Regions from separate parts of the Mus musculus genome. Here region 2 is linked to region 1. Evidence: chromatin contacts called from public promoter capture Hi-C data. All regions are on one chromosome and are shown on one strand. The core of a region is the stretch at or near the end of the contact, and the rest is flanking DNA. Distances in the headings are between cores, read along the strand shown.

Region 1 (2,652 bases), core at 44-2,543:
GTCTATTTTTCTTTAATTATGGATGCATAGAGAGATGGGGGAGAGGGAGAAGAAGAGGGAGAGGGAGAGATATGAGGGGAGGGAAGAGGAAAGGAGAGAAGAGGAGAGGGGAGAAGGGAGGAGAGGAAAGGAGAGGAGAGGAAAGGAGAGGAGAAAAGAATGGAAGAGAAGGGAGGAGAGAAGAGGAGAGGAGAGGAGAGGAGAGGAGAGGAGAGGTATAAAGAGGGAGGCGATTCTTTTGGACTAGAGCTCCAACCACACTTTAAGTTCTTTCTCTCTCTCCATCTATCCCAGGGTCATCCGGTCCCAACCTTCAGATTTGCTTTCCAAGGCTTTTCCTGGTGGGTCAGGTCTGTCTCAGGCTACAGTATGTGTCCGCTTGAGAGCTTACTGGAATGCTAGGCTTACTCTCTGCACGGACTCGGACAGAGAAACTGCAGGAACCCAGAGAACTGAGGAAGCTGTGCCTAGACTGGAGGCGCCTGCTGCTGGCTCTTCATTCTCCTTCAATTTTCCCACCTCGCACTGGAACTAGCTCCGAGGAGACTGCTGGAAACCTTTGCTTCCAGAGCCTCAACCTAAGCCCTCAACAGAGAGGCTGACAGACCATCGGGTTTGGTTTTCCCATAAATGACACAGTCCTCTTTGCTCCCCACTGCCTACTGCTTAACTTCAATTCCCCTTTGCTCAGCGGCTTAAACTCTCCCCTGCATTCCAGGCTGGAGCTTCAGGTGTAGGAGAGGTAGCCCAGCAGAGGCAGAGAGATCCAGTGTCTCTGTACAAACCTGCTTAAAGGTGCTTCTGTTCAGAGGGATGCATTTCAGCACCTCAGCCAATGACAGGGCACCCACTGCAGGCTCTCTCTCTCTCTCTCTCCCTCTCTCTCTCTCTCTCTCTGTGTGTGTGTGTGTGTGTGTGTTTCTCTGTTTCCTTCTCTGTCTCTCTCTCTCTGTGTCTCTTTGTGTGTGTGTCTTTCTCTCTGTGTCCTTCTCTGTCTCTGTATGTGTGTGCTTCTCTGTCTCTGTGTGTGTGTTGTGTGTGTCTGTCTCTGTCTGTCTGTCTGTCTGTCTGTTTTACTGTCTGAATCCCTCCATATCTGTCTCTCTGTTTCTTTGTGTGTATATCTGCCTCTCTCTGTCTCTGTCTCCTTCTGTCTCTTTCTGTCTCAGTCTCCTCCCTCCCTCCTATTTCCTCCCCCCTCCTCCCTCCTCTTCCTCTTCCTCTTTCACTTACCTCCTTCTCACTTGGAAAAGAGTCACCCTGCGCACTCCTCAGCTTTATCTCTCTTTCAGGGCCCTGACTAGAGAGAACTAGAGGCCCCTCCAGATGCCAGCAGACAGCACGCAGGACGAGGATGCTGTGCTCTCCTACGGGATGAAACTCACGTGGGACATCAATGACCCACAGATGCCTCAGGTAAGGAAGACACTGCACTTTGGGTAAAATATGACACTGTCCAGCCAAAGGGGAAACTTCGAGCCAATTCATGCTAAGACCACACACACACATACACACACACACACACACACACACACACACATCTTCGGATATGTAGGGAAGTTAGACTCTACAGAGTGCAGAATAGATTGATGTGTCTTCTCAGAATGATTTACATGTGATTCTCTGAAACACACAAAAGCAACAGAAATACAGACATGTTCCCAAGTAGTCAGCCAGACTCTCCATTTTCTTAACCAAGGGAGAAACTGAGTGAGTCTCTCTCTCTCTCTCTCTCTCTCTCTCTCTGTCTCTCTCTCTCTCTCTCTCTCTCTGTCTCTCCTTGGGATTGGTACAAATTCAAGGCCAGTCAGGGCTACTTAACAAAGCCTCCTGTCAAAACAAAACAATGAGAAACCTCACTCTTTACTCGATTATTCCAAGTTCAAGAGAAAGTTTTGGAGAAATGTAAATACCACTAATTCTCACATGACCAAGCCAGGCACTAAGAGGTGACTGGAATCTAAAACAAATGTCCAGACTGGAGCGATTCCTTGACAGTACTCCATCACCTGCTGAGAAGATTCCACAGTCGGGATGCAGAAGTCGCCTTGCTCCACTCTCACGTCCCTAGCAGTGGAATGCTTGTCCTTTGGGGGAAACTTTGTTTTTTTTCATTATCAGAGCCAAGTACAAGAAATAAACTAGGCAGTTTGTGTTTAGATCAAGACTAATGGCTGAAAAGTGTGTGTATGTGTGTGTACAGTGTGTGTGTACAGTGTGTGTGTAGTGTGTGTGTGTAGTATGTATGTGTGGTATGTGTAGCGTATGTGGTATGTGTGTGTGGTGTGTGTAGTGTGGGGGTGGGGGTGGTGGGGGTGGTGTGTATACATGTGTGTAATGTGGTGTGTGTGTGGTATGCGGTGGATGTAGTGTGTGTGAGTATGATGTGTGTGGTGTATGTGGTGTGTGTGTGTGTGTGTGTGTGTGTGTGTGTGGGGTGTGGTGTTCATGTGTGCAAATGAACTTAGCGGCTAGAGATGATTGGTTTCCCTAGCATTTACAGAGTGGGCTTCCAGTAAAGTCCTGCTTCAAGGGTTTGAAATGTGGCATTTAATGGCCTCTGTGCTATGCCAGATGATACTCAGAGATGAGAGACGGTTGACCAGGATGTGTCGCCTCTGGTTGAGGCCAGCATTTGTTTAATGGACACAT
Region 2 (2,652 bases), core at 53-2,552, 110 kb before region 1:
CAACATTTGGAGTTTGTCTTTTCCACCTCATCTGAAACTCTCTGGAAACATCTTCACAGACATGTCCAGGGGTGGGTCTCTTAAGGTGATTCTAAAACTTGTTGACAGGAAAGACAAACCATCACAGAAGGTGTCCAAGGAACAGATGCTTCAGATGAAAATTACGGGGGGGGGGGGGGGAAGGACATCAGCTAGTGCCTTTTCTTCCCAGTTTTGATGATGGTGGGTACTGGTTGCCATGGAGATAAAGTGAGTCCTGGTTCTGGATTGCAGGGGTTTGTGGTTTAGCACTGTCTCCTATTGGCTCCCAGTCCTCTCTAAGTTCATTCAGATACACTGTCCGGGTGTGAACTAGAAGCTATGCAAAGAAAGAGAGAAGATCTGTATTTCCAAGTTTTTTTTTTTAAAGATCATTCTTATCTTTGTCCACAGAGGTACCTAACACCTATGTATGCATTTCAAGTTTACCGCATCAGCTATCTAAGAAAAATGCGCGCTCATTCTGAAGGCAATGTGAAAAGTAGTCATTTGACACTCAAAGGCCTGGAATCTAGTTCTGTACACCATTAACGAAGCATTTGAATAAGCCATCTGAGCCCCTGACAGCCCCTCTGGAAGCAAACTCTGAAAAAGTCAGTTTAGACAGACTATTGGTGCTCATCTGCTCCCCGTGGCACCCAGAATGAATGGTTATCGTTTGCTTATTTGTTTGCTTATTTGAAGCAGGGTCTCACGAAGCTCAGGTTGGTGCAGAACTCCCTAAGAAGCCAAGGCTGATCTTGAACTCTTTCCTATTCCTCCTGGCTCTGCTCTCAAGTGCTGGGATTATACAGGTGCACCAACCCAAGACCAGACCAGCCCTTGGTCATCCCCTCAAACCCGTGTGCCCAATTTAAATCATCCGGCGCGCTCGCCCAGCCACTCCCCAGGAGTAGCGGAGGAGCTGCTGGTGGCTTCTCCAGGAGCCTGATGCTGTGATAGACGTGCGCGCCCAGACTCCTGCAAAAGGCGCCAGCTGTGCTTGCAAATCCCAGCCCGGCCGGCAGGGGTCGCCGCGCCAGCGCCGGCGGGGGGGCGCGCGGAGCGGGGACGCGCAGGCCTCTGGGGGGCCCACGGCCTCGCGGCCGGCGCCGGGGCTCCTCCCACTCCGTGGTCCCCTCCGAGGGCCAGCGGCGCGGGGCGGAGGAAACGGCCCGGAGCGGGCAGGGCGCGGCGCGCGCCCGAGGGGGCGGGGAGGCGGGCGGCGCGCGCCCGAGGGGGCGGGGGCGAGTGACTAGCGCGGGCGGCGCGTGGCGCGGCGCAGAAGGAAGGCGGCTACCCTGGACAGCGCATCGCGGCCGCGCGGCCATGGTGAGTGAGTGGGGGGCCGCGCGCCTCGTCCCGGATGGCGGCGGACGTTGGGGCCGGGGCGTGCGGGCGTAGGGTCGGGGCGCCGGCGGGTAACCGGGCGCGGGGGCGTGTCGGCGCTGCAGCCGGGGCCCAACGCTCTCCCCCCCACGAGCCGCTCGCCGAGGGACCCCGCGAAACCCGGCGCCTGGGCACAAAGGCGAAGACTGTGTGCTGCTGAGCTCGCAGGGAGCCAGCCGGTTCCTGGGCAGGCAGCGATCCCAGCCCTGAGGGAGCTGAGGCAGGAGGATTGCCGTGAGTTCGAGGCCAGCCTGGGCCACGGTGAGACACCCTGTCTCAAAAGAGCAGCTCCCCGTTAAAGAGAGCGGCAGATCCTGCGTTTGTCTTCAGATCCGCGTTTGTCTTCATTGGTCTTTGTCTTTTCGCAAGGGCTTGCTAAATATGTGAAGGGCATGCCCCTTTCCTTGTCCCACCTGACACGGGGCAGCCCTAGATTGTCCCCCCTCTTCCCACACTGTTTTCGGCTCACCATCTCTTCTTGGTTGAATATTGTCTTAGCACTAAAATTCCAGCCCACCCCTTTTCTATTGCCTGCCCCCCCCCCATTTTGTTTTCTCTATTTAAGCATGCTATAATCTGGGTTTGTGTGTGTGTGTGTGTGTGTGTGTGTGTGTATTGAATGTCTCCCTCACCAAAATGCAAGTTTTGGTGAATAGTCTTTGTCTACAGTGCCTGGCACACATCATTTATTTTTTTAAAAAAAGTAGAGGAAAGTACTTTATGCTATGCTAAGTGGGAGGTAGCAGTCTCCTTGAAGTGAACCACTACAAGAACTGTCGACTTAATAGGAGCGATCAGAATCTAAAGTGCTGTGTGGGAGGAGAAACACACTCTTCTCTTGGACAGGAGGGACACACTGAGCAGAATGTTGGTGGCTGCTTCATGCTTCCTCGGCCACTTGAGTATCCTGACATCTGAGTAGACAGAGCATTTTTAGTGCTAACTGGTTCTCTCTCTCTCTCTCTCTCTCTCTCTCTCTCTCTCTTCCATAGTAGACAGAGATTTTAGTTAGGGAAAACTTCCAAGAATACTTCAACTCAGTGAAAGTCAGTGGACATTAACCTGTAGCTGGCAAGGGCAAGCCTTACAATCTTTATCCTAGCTCACTGCAAGCTCAGTAAGCATTTTCAAGTCTGTGACCAAATCAAGTGATATCACTTTTGAGAAATGGGGCAGAGAGGCAGAAAGGGTGGGGGTGTAGGGGGGGCTGGGTTCTAAGTAAGTTGGTCAGGTGATACATTCTTC

The links. Capture Hi-C pulls out chosen DNA fragments and counts their contacts.
Region 2: a contact with region 1 is called in a promoter capture Hi-C map of adipose tissue. The contact joins the promoter of Elovl2 here to the promoter of Gcm2 in region 1. A contact is called at or near these places in 13 of 39 promoter capture datasets (the 3T3-L1 cell line, 3T3-L1-derived adipocytes, HPC-7-derived erythroid cells and 8 more), 16 of 484 Hi-C or Micro-C datasets (8-cell embryo, B cells, the CH12 cell line and 12 more), 14 of 115 datasets of contacts at active chromatin or transcription factors (bone marrow-derived macrophages, craniofacial prominence, embryonic basal ganglia and 6 more) and 3 of 9 other capture datasets (adipose tissue, liver and macrophages).

The regions. Positions count from the first base shown.
Region 1 is chr13:41,108,629-41,111,280 of GRCm38.p6, reverse strand. It overlaps Gcm2 (glial cells missing homolog 2), which reads left to right and starts at 1,293. Exons shown (of 5, transcript NM_008104.2): 1 at 1,293-1,416. The coding sequence starts at 1,327.
Region 2 is chr13:41,219,053-41,221,704 of GRCm38.p6, reverse strand. It overlaps Elovl2 (elongation of very long chain fatty acids (FEN1/Elo2, SUR4/Elo3, yeast)-like 2), which reads left to right and starts at 1,302. Exons shown (of 8, transcript NM_019423.2): 1 at 1,302-1,350. The coding sequence starts at 1,348.